Linked DNA regions of Capra hircus: region 2 is linked to region 1. Evidence: chromatin contacts called from public Hi-C data. All regions are on one chromosome and are shown on one strand. Each heading gives the region's core, a stretch centred on a gene start, on an enhancer-like site or on the middle of the called end of the contact. The rest is flanking DNA. Distances are from core to core; before and after follow the strand shown.

What was found. A called contact is a pair of places that touch in the nucleus more often than the background predicts.
Region 2: a Hi-C map of blood shows a contact between it and region 1, with 2.8 times the contacts expected there. The contact joins two enhancer-like sites. A contact is called at or near these places in 2 of 5 Hi-C or Micro-C datasets (both in blood).

The regions. Positions count from the first base shown.
Region 1 is chr25:39,557,410-39,564,619 of ARS1.2, reverse strand. The region is part of intron 13 of RNF216 (E3 ubiquitin-protein ligase RNF216); the gene reads right to left. Among named protein-coding and RNA genes, the nearest start is that of FSCN1, 57 kb to the left of the region's middle. Within about 2 kb of position 3,964, at least 3 of the 5 cell types and tissues checked have an H3K27ac peak or open chromatin away from gene starts, as enhancers often do.
Region 2 is chr25:39,631,177-39,637,870 of ARS1.2, reverse strand. No RefSeq gene overlaps it. Among named protein-coding and RNA genes, the nearest start is that of FSCN1, 16 kb to the right of the region's middle. Within about 2 kb of position 2,235, at least 3 of the 5 cell types and tissues checked have an H3K27ac peak or open chromatin away from gene starts, as enhancers often do.

The DNA.
Region 1 (7,210 bases), core at 2,715-5,214:
TACATAGCTACAACTGTGGTAGGAACATTTCAGAGGAAAAGCACTGGGTGCTGTAAAGCAGCAGAGTTAAGAATCAGCCCAGGGACCAGGAAAGCCTGAGGATATGGTGCTGAAGCTGAGCCCTCAGGGATGAGCAGAGTGAGCCGGATTTGGGGGAAGGGTGCTCTAGGCAGAGGGAGGAGCAGGGGGGAGGGCTCTGGCATGGGGGTGGGGGATGGCCTGTCTCATCTGCGGGGCAGAGGGAGCTGGTATTAGCTGGAGCCCAAGGGGGAGAGCTGAGAGTGGACAGTGGTTAACCCTGGTGCAGCCACTAGAGGAGGAGGGAGGTATTTGGAAAGCCAGGGTGATGGGTGGGAAGCGCAATGATCTAATTTACATTTTTAAAAGACCATTCTGGCTGCTCATGGCGGAGGGAGGGATGCCTTGCTAGGCGGCAGGACTTTGCAGGGACCACCCCCCCCACCCTCAACACACATAGGACAAGGGCCCTGTAAACAACTTGGAGAACAAGCCCTAGAGTCTGGATTCAGTTCTGGGCCTAATTGCTGCTGCTGCTAAGTCACTTCAGTCCTGTCTGACTCTGTGCGACCCCATAGACAGCAGCCCACCAGGCTCCGCCGTCCCTGGGATTCTCCAGGCAAGAACACTGGAGTGGGTTGCCATTTCCTTCTCCAATGCATGAAAATGAAAAGTCAAAGTGAAGTCACTCAGTCGTATCCGACTCTTAGCGACCCCATGATTGCAGCCTACCAGGCTCCTCCGTCCATAGGATTTTCCAGGCAAGAGTACTGGAGTGGGGTGCCACTGCCTTCTCCATAGTCACTTCAGTTGTGTCCAACTCTGTGTGACCCCACAGACGGCAGCCCACCAGGCTCCACCATCCCTGGGATTCTCCAGGCAAGAAGACTGGAGTGGGTTGCCATTTCCTTCTCCAATGCAGGAAAGTGAAAAGTGAAAGTGAAGTCGCTCAGTCGTGTGCGACTCTTAGCGACCCAATGGACTGCAGCCCACCAGCCTCCTCCGCCCATGGGATTCTCCAGGCAAGAGGACTGGAGTGGGCACCATTGCCTTCTCCGAGCTTCCACAGCCCTCCACGACTCTGTTCCTTAACCCAGCGGGGCCAGCGATGAGCCTGCAGCAGTGAGGCTGATATGTGACTGGCAAACGGCTACACGTCTGTCATTTCTGGTCAGGAATAAGAGGGCCAGTTTCCCTACATGATTTCAGAAAGGGACTTGACTTTACAAAGGAGATTTGTTTTTTTCAGCTTTGGCTCTTTGATGAGTTTCTCATTGAAATGTCATCTATACGGTAGGGACCATCTTTAAAAAGTGTCTCAAACTCAGATATCCCACTCAAGGTTTCCCTGGCTCAAGGTTTCAGACTTACACATCTTCCGGTACAGGCTGTTCACATACACATTTTATTCAGTCTTCACAGCAATACTACTTGGCCATTATTCACCCCCTCCTTTTTTTTTGGTTAAGTAAATGAGAAAAGGAAGGCTCAGAGAGGCAAATTAACTTGTTCATAAGGTTATTAAGCTATGCACTCAAGTCTGCTCAAATCCATTCCTGCTTCCCACTCTGTTCTCACTGCCTCCTGGCATGGTGTTGTGAGCAAGAACAGGTCACTGCTCACTGGAAACCCAAGGGCATGAGGGTATGAGCATCTTATGTAGGGGAAACCACAGAGGAAGGGTCAGCGAGGTCATGTAGAATCCTGGGCATCGCGGCACCGAGGTGTGGACACCCAGCTGCAGTTGCACAGGATGCCTGCTTCCCCCGTTTCCTGGAGAGCTGGGAAGGACCCATGAAGAGGCAGGATGGACTAGGAGTAAACCCAAGGACACGGCTTCTTAATAATAATGATAGGAATCCGCGAACCACAGGGCAATCCCGGGCTGGACACGTGTGAGGAAGTAGCTGCTCTTGCCGCTTTCTACCAGCTTCATGTCTGAAAGTGTGTCCTGAGATTCCTATTAGATGTACACACATGAGCTTTCCACACCAGAACCAACTACCAATGACCTGGTCCTTCCTTTGCAAATACTTGCCACTCACTTCCCCAGAGGCGGCCAGGACCAGAAGGGGTGAGGACCTGCGGGTGGCAGTGGCTGAGACCATGGCCACCACAAGGCTGCCCTGGAGCGCTCTGCACTGAGCGGAGCAGGGACACCTCCCCGCTCCTCCTTCGCCAAGAGCTGCCACGGGGACCAGCACTGTTCTCAGCAATCTGCCGGTGAACAAACGAAGTCCCCGCCCTCCTAGAGTCTATATTCTGGGGTGGGGGGCAGTGGGCGGACCACCACACAGGTAAAATGTCCGCCCTGTCAGAAGACAGGGAACATCTGGGGAACTAAAGCCAGGCGAAGGGCAGAAGTGCAGGGAGGTGTGCGAGGCGGTGCTGCAGCTCACGGCTGAAGGGCATCTGCTGGAGGAGGGGGAGCGGGACGGTGCAGGAGAGACGCTTAGACAAGCCGCTGTTCAGGGCGCACCTGTTCCGAGCCAGCACTCAGGCTAGCCCGCTGGCCTCCTGCCAGGGCTCCACGCCTGACACTTCAGCCTCACGAAGCTCTGCTGAGGTGTCCTTTCTCTGCTGGCAACACGTACTCATCAGCTCTCATTTCAAATACTAGGGGTTCCGGGAAACCCAACTGACTTGGTCAGAAGCTGGTACTTTTTCTCTGCACTCCCAGAGCCCTTGGCTTCAATGCTATTACAGAACCTTTAATAGTGCCTTGTGATTATCTGATTACATCACATCTCCAAGGGGTCAGGCACTCCTTGAAGGCATAGTCTATGCCCTGCTAATCACTACACACAGGCTTGGAGCGGAGGGTCCATCTATTAAAAAATGCCATCCCCTGAGTGCCTGCTGTGAGCCACACGGGGATCCACCGGTGACTAGGGCAGCAGAAAGTCCAGACTGAAAGGAGCCTATAATCTTCCACATTATGTCTCAATTATCTTCGGATTTCTAGGGCCTGGCACTAGGTCTGACACACACAAGGGGCTGAACGGATGAAAAACTACAGAGACGACGGTGGGCAAGACAAAGCACACTCTGCTCCATGAAGAGCTACAAATGCGGCTAGCCTGCCCTGTTCTGGGGGCTTCTGCATTTCACGTGGGAAAAGGCACAACGGAACCTCCAGGTAAACTGATCTCGCCCCCAAAGAACCCTATCACATCTTTTTCTTTAAAATTACACAAAATGTGGTGATGGTTTTACGACAAAGTCAAGTTACACGTGGGACAACTTCAAGTTAGTCCATCAGAGTTTATGCCTTAAGGATACGGGTTATGCCTTTCGCACTGCATTCCTTTCTTTGCTCCTTAAAACCCTTCCCCAAGCTAATGCACACAGCTTACAGATAGGTTACTACCAAGAAGTCAACGGCCAGGTGCCTGCAGAAGGTGCTTGAGGAAGTACTGCATGCATTTAAAGTAAGATATTCTTGGTCAATTTTCTCCTATAGCTTCCATATGTGGAAACGGATCTCTCTTCATTTCCAATGAAAGGAGCTTCACCAAGTACACTGCCTGTGAGAACCTCTAGTTCAGAAGGATTAGGACTCAAATCACAGTCAGTCAGGCTCTTCCCAGGGCGTGTAGAAGGTCAGTGGCCACCTGAGGTCAGATCACAGGTTCCTCCTGCCCACCCCTCACCCCAACAAGACAAGTCCAGCCTGCCTGGGCCTACCTTTCTTAAGGATGAACAAAATTAAAACATTAATTCTTTTGGTGATGTCTTATAATTATTGGATTACATCATGCCTCTACAAGAAGCCAAGCTCGCCTAAGAGATTTCTCACTATCCTTCAAATTAAATAATCTCTCTGAGACAGAAGAACCTTTTGATTTTTGAATGCAGAAATTAAAATATGGGTGTGGCCAGGCAACAGCTCTGGGCAACGTTACTGCAGAATGGGTTTCTCTGGGGAAGACTCCACAGTGTTCCTTTTCTTGGATGGACACACACACAGAACTATAGGAATTTAAAACGTGCGCACTGGGTGCACACCCTACCACATCTATGCACAGAAAGAGACTCTGAAAAAGGAAACCTCCAAATCTCATTCCTGCAGCTTAGAAGGAAGCCAAACAGCCCTTCTCTCCGGATTCACCGAGATCAGGTGACAAATCAGAACAGGCGGCTCATATCTGGTTTCTGTGCTGCTGCTGCCCCCTAGGGACAGGAAGCTGTGAAGGCACGGAGACTCATGGCGAGAGCTGGGCTGCCCGGGAGAGCGCTGGGTGTGCTCAGCTGGGTCCCACTCTGCAACCCCACGGACAGTAATCCACCAAGCTCCTCTGTTTGTGGAATTTTCCAGGCAAGAATACCGGAGTGGGGTTGCCAATTCCTTCTCCAGGGGATCTTCCCTAGGAGAGGGTAACACTGAAACACTGACTGGGAAAGGCCATTATACTAAGGCCATGGCTGCCTGCTTTTTACTGTACTACGCAGCCAGGACTTCTAAGAAACAGTGGGATGTAATGTAAATGTAAATTACTCCCGGGTGTCCAGGAATAATAGAAGTCCAATTTTATCTTTATTGAAATAACCACAAAACACCAATTTCCTCATAGAATTAATAGTTATTCAGGTATGACTTTCTCTAGAATGTCCACTGAACAGAACCATGGGGACGATATCAGCAACACCCGCGGCACGCCAGCAGGCACATCCTAATATACTCTGATGACTACGCTCGGTAATGGGGAATAAAACGGACAGATACAAGTTGCCTACCTTCCCAGAAGTTACTCAGGGAAAGGTCACCATATGTCATATAAGTAAAACACACAGTGAGACAAGATTATAGGTGCTCAGGAGGAAAATATGGTGCTGCGTTGCAGAGAGGGCTGCTGTTCATAATTTGAAAGTGGGTGGCAGGGGAGGGCTTCTCTGAGAAGGTGTATTTAAGCAAAGACCTAACAGAGAAGAGGAAGTAGGCTCTGTGATGTCTGGGGGGAGGGATTCCAGGCCATGGGAATAGCAAGGAGGGAGGTGGAAAGGCCACTGGGCTGAAGAAGGGCGGGGTGTCTGGGGCCTGGGAGACAGTGGTTAGGACTCTGGCACGCACCCAGAGTAAACAGGTTAAAGAGGGTTCTCTGAAAAAGGACTTAAGTGAGTGAAGTCCTCAAACCCCCTCCACTGGCCCCCTCCCTGGCAAACTCACAGGTCTTGGAGCCACACCTCCACCTGGGCCCCAGGTCTCTCGGGCTTCGTGCTGTGCTCACAGCTTTGAAAGGGCGGGTGGGCAGAGGCTGTGACTAAGCCCAGCCCAAAGGGCTCTGCTCACAGTAGACGAGAAACACAAGGCAAGTCTGGGGAACCAGCTCCTCACAGCTATGATTCGTACAACTATGGACTAGAATCCATTGGTGGGTTATGAAATTATTTTAGTAAAATACAGTAAGTGGATTTTAAAAAAACTAGAACAGAAAAGATACAAGAGTGCATTCCATATGCCAGGTATTTATTTCGTAAAACTATTGCTTTGGTTATACATATACATGTTTATGTTTGCACTGATTTTATGGTAACATATATTCCTACTATAAGTCACAGTCAAAACAATCTGAAAGCCATCAACTTAGGATTCAGTCAGTCATCCATCCATTCAAACACCAAAAAGCTTCTTTAGAGGATGACTTACAGATGCACTGTACACCAGAAAAGCAGAGAAACCAGACCCCGCCATGCAGGCCTGAGCAGGAATGAAGGCCACCTGGGCACCTCTCCCCCGTGTCTGGTCCAGCAGCAGGCGGGGAGGTGTATGCAGCTGGGCTTCAAGACCAGGCAGAGGCGGCGCCGGAAGGTCTGAGCACACGAGGAAGGAGGGGCCTCAGACCTGGGCCGCTCAGTGGAAGGGCTGAGTCTAAGGTGGGTGCGGTTCCAGGGGGCACTCTGTACAGCTGGCAGTGGTCCCAGCACCAGGGGCAGGACTCAGGGTTCCCAACACCCTTGGTGGACGCTGGGCAGGATGGCTCACAAAGGTCTCTGACCCCGGCCCTTCGCCTGAGGAGCAGAAGTTTCCAAAGAAGGAGGCCCCGCAGGCCCCTTGCAGTGGCCTGTGTCTCCCGAAGGCGGCGTGGCTGCTCCCTCAGCCTGTACCGCCCCCTCCTTCCCACCCCACAGAGGTTCACACCCTAGCAGAGGAGCCCATGAGCTGAACATAACTGTAATAAAATGAACAGTCATCCCCAAAGAGACCTGGACTGACAGCCGTGCTGCACAGGCCAGGCAGGCTCTCTAGACAGGGAAGGCGTTGACCAGAAGCCACACCTTCTCAGATGTTACACCTGACAGAAGAGAACACAGCCGAATACCTGCTCTTTCGTGAGGAGAGGACTTCTCAAACACATCCCCAAAAGCACACACTACAAAGGCAAACTGAGTGAACGGAGTAGTGTCATCCCAGGGAAGACACCGCAGACAGGGCAACAGACGGGTGACTGACTGGGAGATATCTGGGACACTTAAGACCGAAAGCAGATTAATATCTAGAGCGCACAGAGAACCGGCAAAAACTGGGAAGTAAAAACAAAAATCTGATATAAAAATGGGTTAAAGACATGAGAAGGGAGAGGAACAACTTTAAAAGTTACCAAAGACAGATGACCAACAGGCACATGAAAGGATGCTCAACATCACTATTAGAGAAACGCTGATCAAAATTACAATGAGGTGTCACCTCACACCGGTCACAATGACCATCACCAACAAGTCTACAAATAATAAACGGTGGAGAGGGTGTGGACAAAAGGGAACCTTCCTGCACTGTTGGAGGGAAGGTAAATTGATACAGTCTCTATGGGGAACAGAATGGGGGTTTCTCAAAAAACTAAAAAAGAGAGTTATCAAATGATCCAGCAATCTCACTCTTGGGCATATATCCAGAAAAGACAGGAACTTTTACTTTGAAAAGATACACACACCCCCAAGGTTCACAGCAGCACTGTTCACAAAAGCCAAGGCATGGAAGCGACCCAAGTGTCCGCTGGCAGATGGGCGGATAAAGACGACGCGGTGCACACACACATATACAACGGAACACTACTCAGCTGCAAAAAGAATGACATAATGCTATCTGCAGCAACGTGAATGAAGCATGCCCTTTTCACTTTTTAACCATTTGGGAGGAACTTCTTAAGAGTGACGAGGACACAATTCACCCTTTTGTTGGTAACTCGCATTATGG
Region 2 (6,694 bases), core at 986-3,485, 75 kb before region 1:
AAATAGCAAGGCAAACAGAAGTTTGCTAGAGTCAGTTAACGGAGTGGGCTCCTTATACGCAACGCCTGCTCTGGGCCTCATTTCTAGGTCTCAGATAATCTTTCCGACACAGGAGAGATGGGTACCCAGCTGGGCCCTGGCACATACCAAGACTGGGAACAGTTTTCACTCTTTCTTGCCTCAATTTCCTTAACCAAAGGGTTGGACCACATCTTCTTGCTCTGACAATCTCCTCCATCCCCCAAGATTGATTTTACCTTCCAAATATATACCCAAGACCCCCACTCCAGTCCACTCCCACCCGTACAGTAGCCCCAGTTCAGTTCAGTCGCTCGCATGTCCGACTCTTTGTGACCCCATGGACTGCAGCAATTTCCTGTCCATCACCAACTCTCAGAGCTTGCTCAAACTCATGTCCATTGAGTCAGTGATGCCAACCAACCCTCTCATCCTCTGTCGTCCCCTTCTCCTCCTGCCTTCAGTCTTTCCCAGCATCAGGGTCTTTTCAGTCAGATCTTCACATCAGGTGGCCAAAGTATTGGAGTTTCAGCTTTAGCATCAGTCCTTCCAATGAATATTCAGTACTGATTTCCTTTAGGATGGACTGGTTGGATCTCCCTGCAGTCTAAGGGACTCTCAAGAGCTAAATAGCTCCACTCTGGTCCAAATGTCTTAGGGACCCCATAAAGCTAGTGACAATTGGGTTCAGAAGGACTTAAAGCAGCCACAGTCTCCAGCTCCTCCAAGGTGCTGTGTGATTTCAGGGAAATTTGGCCCCTCTCTGGGCTTTCAAGTTTCCAGTGGGGCAGAGGACAGGGTGGAGGGGGACCTGTGGTTGCTTCCGCCTGCTGTTGGGAATTTGGGAATCCCCCTCCCCAACCCACCTCCTCCTTTCAACTGGATGCCATTCAACTGAAATGGATTCAGCCCCTGGGGAAGAAAGAACTGATAAGCAACTAGTGGTCAAGAGCTTGGAAAGGACTTGTGATCTCCTAAGAGAATGAGATTCCTAGGCGGCTCCCTGGGAAAGAATCTGCCTGCCACTGAAGGAGACATGGGTTCAATGGATTCAATGCTTGGAGAGGGAAGATCCCCTGGAGGAGGAAATGGCAACCCACTCCAGTATCACACACATCTAGCCCAAACAGCACTCCAAAGGGTTCAGGAAAGCCTCACTGCTAGTCCCAGTTTTGCCGGCTCTCCTGAGTGAACTGAGGACATTAGCCACTGTGACCCTCAGTCTCCCTGCCTGTAAAATGAGAATTATCTCCCCAGGGTTGATGGGCTAACATGTCAGTGAACATCTTCACATTGCAAGAAATGGAGAATCCAATGCATCTTTTCTAGAACAGCAAATACGGCTTCCGTAGCCATCTAGAGGTAATGGGATGTCAGGGATGGTATGATCGGGGCTCTGGCTCAACTTCTGACTCTCTAAGCATTGTCTTCTCCCCCATGGGTCAGCTCTGCCTACAGGATGGCCAAATGCTTGCTGCAGGTCCAAGTGGCACATCCACAGGGCACGGTGACTTGGGGCAGACGGCAGTGCTCTGGGCCAGGGTGCCAAGCATGCCCCGGGTCGCTCCACATTGAGCAACTGAGGTCGGGCCCATCCCTGAAGCAATGACTGTGGATGGGGAGGTCAGGGGGTGGCCCCGGCTCAGGAGTCGAGAGGAAGAGCACAGAGCGGAAAGAAAACCTGTGTGCGGGGCATGCGTTAGCCCCGTCACAGACCGTCGCCTGCCAGGCTTCACTCTCCATGACAAGAATCCTGGAGTGGGTTGCCATTTCCTTTTCCAGGAGATCTTCCTAACTCAGGGATCTACCCGGGTCTCCTGCATTGCAGGCAGGTTCTTTACCATCTGAGCCACCAAGAAAACCCTCAGCTGTCCTTAAAAAGAAGGGGAGGGTTGGATGTGGGGTAGGAGCCCTGCCTGGGAAGCATAGTGGAGGCGGAAAGGAGAGACTGACAAGGAAATTCTTTAGGCGGTTGAGGATGCGGCCATCACCCAGCCTTGGGGTCTGTCTGGCTGGGAGGGGACTGCAATAGCTGAGGTGTGGAGGGTGGAGGACAGAAGGGGCTCTGGATGAGGGTGCTGCTGGGGAGGACTGCGGGAACCACACCCACAAGGAAGGCAGTCAGGCCCTGCCAGGAGCCTCCAAGCTCCCCGCACCTCCAGCTGCGCGAACTGCCGCCTCCGCCCGCAGGAAGCGAGCGGGGGAGGGGAGGCTGTGCGCGGAAGGGGCTGGGAAGGGCCGTCCCGGGACTCGGCCGGGGCGGGAAGCGATCTGGAAGCGGGAGTTGCCAAGGGAGGAAGGACTCGGGGTGGGGCGGGGGGCGGGGTGAGGGACGCGGGGTCCCCTAGGGTGGGCAGGGCGTGTCCCCGCAGCACCTCGCGGACCCGGGGGCGCCCCCTTCCTAGTCGCGCCCAGAGTCGGGGGCTCCCCCATCGCCGGCGGCGGCGCCTCTGCTCGCCCAGATTCCACCGCTGGATCCCAGGCCCCCTTCCCCCCCGCACTGCGCCCTCCCATGGTCCCTCCTTTTCCCCGGGGTCGCCCCGCGGCCTCAGAGGACCCCCAAAGGACCCTCAACTACGGCCCCAGGCAGGAGTCCCGCCCCCTTCCCCTCCTGGCCACGCCCACGACCCAGCCACGGCCTCCCCAGTGGCCTTCCAGACCTTCGGCCTCCCCGGATTGGTCCGTCTTCAATAGGCCACGCCCTCTCCCGCACAAAGACAGGGACTGGCTCAGCCCATCCCCACCGCAAAACCCCCAAGGAATCTGGGGGGCTGGGTCCCCAGGCTACGAGCCCAGCCTCACCCTGATCTCGGCGCCCCGCATGAGTCACAACCTAGGTGTTGTAATAATAACTGGGGTCGAGGTTGTTGTGAACCTCAGACGTGCAGACTTGGGGGTTCCACCTTGGGGAAAACCTGGGTCTCCTTACCCAGACCTCGCACCCCCTCACTCCCCAAGCCTGGCTCCGTTCCCGCCTAGGAGCTTACCCTCTAGGCCCCGTCCTTCTGTTGTTTCGCCTCCTTGCCCCTTGTGCTGGGGTGGGGATGGGTGGACTCAGTGATTACAGGTTACTTGATTATGAAGCTGATACTATTGAGGAAACTGAAGTTCAGAGAGAGTAGGTAACCCGCCTCAAGTCACACAGCAGTCAAGAGTAGCCAGGAAATAATAATGAGCTGTGGGAAGAGAGGGAGAAGCCTGTGGATGGTGTGATCATCTGTGCCTCCTCCCCACACACCTAAGACTCAGCAGTTAAGTCGCCAGAAGGGTCTTCAGGATGAGACAAGGATGACCCCAGCCAGGCAGTCAGCCTGGAGGAGGCAGTTAAATTTTATTTGCTTTTTAGGGTCAGAACATGAGCCATTTTAATGCAGCTCTGAAGAACTCAAGGTTCTTTGTACATAACTTTCTTTTCTTTTTGTTGGCTGAGCCAACATAGCCTATGGGGTCTGAGTTCCCCTCCCGTCTATGTGTCAAATCTGCGCCTTCTGCAGTGGGAGCACGGAGTCAGAACCACTGGACTGCCAGGGAAGTCCTAGAATTTTATTTTTTTATCAGCGATTTACTTGCTCCCAAGGAATAGCACCATCCAACTGATACATAAGGCAAGCCATACATGCAAACCCCATGTGTAATTTTTAGATTTTCTTGTCTGGAGAAGGGGATTTTCGTAAGGAAACTTGGCAGTGGTGTCTAGAGAGCGTGTACAGGCTTTGTTCCCACTTCCACCTCCCAGGCAAGTTTAATCTCCTTGAAACTTGCCTTATCTGTAAAATGGGATGATAAACCGTGAGGATGAGAAGAGACCCTGCCCAGTGCTAGGCACACTCTCGGGGTTGGATGAGCAGTACCTGTGGGACTGTGCAGAGTGAGGGGCCCAAGTCCACAGACCGTCAGCGGGAATCCCGGAGGAGCAGCACCTCGGCTCAAGGGTTCCGAGGGAGCAGCTGATGGGGCCCGTGGGTCTTGTGCTATGGGACCGCCGGAGCCAGGAGGGCAGGGCGGGGTGAGTGTCCAGGCTGCCCTAGGAAGGATGGGTGTGGGGGACATTCAGGGCATGCCAGGCAGGGGCAGACAGGGTGGAGCCTCCCTGTGCCCAGCAGGGACCAGCAGAGGGTGTGGGTGGGCGTCAGGACCTCAGACTTCCTGAAAGCGCCTTAAACTCTCTCAGAGCCGTCGGTGCTTCCGTAGTTCTGGGCGAGGGTGGGCGGGTAGTGGGAACACTGGCCAGGACCCCTAGGTTCAGGCTGGAGGCATGTGGCATATCTCCAGGGGAGGGGTCAGGGCTGTCCCTGTGTCCCCAGCCCGTGGGTGGCCTTGTCCTCCTGGAGGGACCCTCCTCCTGTTTTCTCTGCTTCCCTCGCTTGTCCCCGGGGCCTCTCCATGCTCTCTCCTGAACACGAAAATCCAAACCCCCCTGGCACCTCCACGGTCAATGCAAGGCATAGTCACCACCCTCTGCCGCCCAGCTTCAGGCCCCCACTCCTGCGCACCCCACATGGGAGCTGTGGAAGCCCACTGTGCTCTGCTTCGGCCAGTGGCTTTAGGACTCATTTGTTCCAGAAGGGAAATGAAAGAAGGGCCAAAGGGGAGAGGAAGGAAGATGTCTTCTCTGTTTCTCGCTGTATCTGGAAAACTCCTAAGTGTGCACTTTTTAAAAATTCTTTATTTATTTATTATTGGCTGCTCTGGGTCTTCATTTCTGCCCAGGCTTTTCTCTAGCTGGAGCGAGTGGGGGCTACTCGCTAGCTGTCGTGTGTGGGCTGCTCCCTGCGGGGGCTTCTCTTGTTGCCGAGCTGGGGCTCTAGGGCGCACAGGCTTCAGCAATTGCGGCTGGTGGGCTCAGTGAGTTGTGGTTCCCGGGCTGTAGAGCACCATCTCTGTAGTTGGGGCCCACAGGCTTAGCTGCTCTGTGGCAGGTGGGATCCTTCTGGACCAGGGATCGAACCTGTGTCTCCTGCATTGGCAGGTGGATTCTTTACCACTGTGCTACCAGGGAAGCCCCAAGTGTGCGCTTTTTAAGGGATACAATTCCTTTCTGTTTAACGTGAGGCAGAGTCCTCCCTACTCATCGTCAGGTGGACCTGCTGCCCTGGGAGGGGGCCTGGGGCTTCCAGGAGCAGCTTTGGGTCGGAGACCGGTGGGGAAGCTGGACAGGGCGGTGGGAGGGGGTGGCAGGGGCCTCTGGGCGTCTCCTCTCCCTTTTCTTCCAGGACAATGACTGCCAGCAGAGGGAGATAAGGGGCTTGATTGGGTCCCGGTGGAATCACAGCCTTCCCGGAGGATGCCCCGCCCCCAGCCTCCAGGGCCTCTGATCCCCGTCACTCTGCACCTTCATGGAAGGGCCCTGTCCTGACTCCCGGATTCAGTCACTCAAGGACAATGTCTTTCTGTCTTTCCTTCCATCTTCCTCCACCCCCTTTCTCTGTCTTTCTTCAAATGCAGAGTGCACCTACCTTCAGTCTGCATCTGTGGAGAAGTTTGTCTGGCCAGGATGGGTGGGGGTCGTCTAGGTGCAGCTCAGCCAAGCGGAGGTGGGCCAGGTGGCTTAGTCTGGAGGGGAAAGAGAACCTAAACTTTCTCAGTAACTCTTACATTGATTATATATTGAAATGGTCATATTTGGGGCATACTCATGGGTTAAATGGGGCTTCCCTGGTGGCTCAGCTGGTAAAGAATCTGCCTGCAATGCGGGAGACCTGGGTTCAACCCTGGGTTGGGAGGATCCCCTGGAGAAGGGAAAGGCCCCACTCCAGTATTCTGGCCTGGAGAATTCCATGGACTGTATGGTCCATGGGGTCACAAAGAGTCGGATACTACTGAGGGACTTTCACTTCATGGGTTAAATAAAACACTATTAAAATCGATTTCCTGGGTTTATTTTTACCATTTTGAGGAGGCTGCTGGAACATTTAAACTTACATCTGTGACTGACACAGAACATGTCCAGCTCCCAGAAGCCTCCTGGAGTCCCCCCTGGCCGGCACCTCCCCGGCTACTTTGACTGTTCTTGTACTTGATAAAAGGAGTCACTCCTTCCTATCTGTGGGGTCCTCCGTGGGCTACCCAAGTGGTGCTAGTGGTAAAGAACCTGCCTGCCAATGCAGGAGACGTTAAGATGCGGGCTTGATCCCTGGGTTGGGAAGATCCCCTGGAGGAGGCATCCCATTCCAGTATTCTTGTCTGGAGAATCCCATGGACAGAGGAGCCTGGTGGGCTACAGACCATGGGGGCACAGAGAGGCAAAGAGGTGGACACAACATGCACGCACGGGGAACTCAACAAACCAGACTCTGGAAGGGGCCACCACAACAGCTGGGTCCTTGCCTTGGGCAGCGCGCACATGGTGGGAATGATGCCAGGGAGTCCAATCTGAGTGCCTGCACCTGAGCGAGGCCCACATCTGGACCGGGCTGAGTCAAACTGTGACCCTTGCCTGTAAATTCATGACCACCTGGAACCGCAGAAAGTGACCTTATGTGCACGTAGGGTGTTTGCAGGAGTCATTAGTTAAGGATCTCAGATGAGATGACCCTGGGATGTGGGTGTTTTTATACGAGAAAGGAAAGGGAGGGGACGTCCCTGGTGGTCCAGTGGCTGACTCCACACTCTCAGTGCAGGGGGCCTGGGTTCAGTCCCTGGTTGGGGAACTAGATCCCACATGCCTACAACTAAG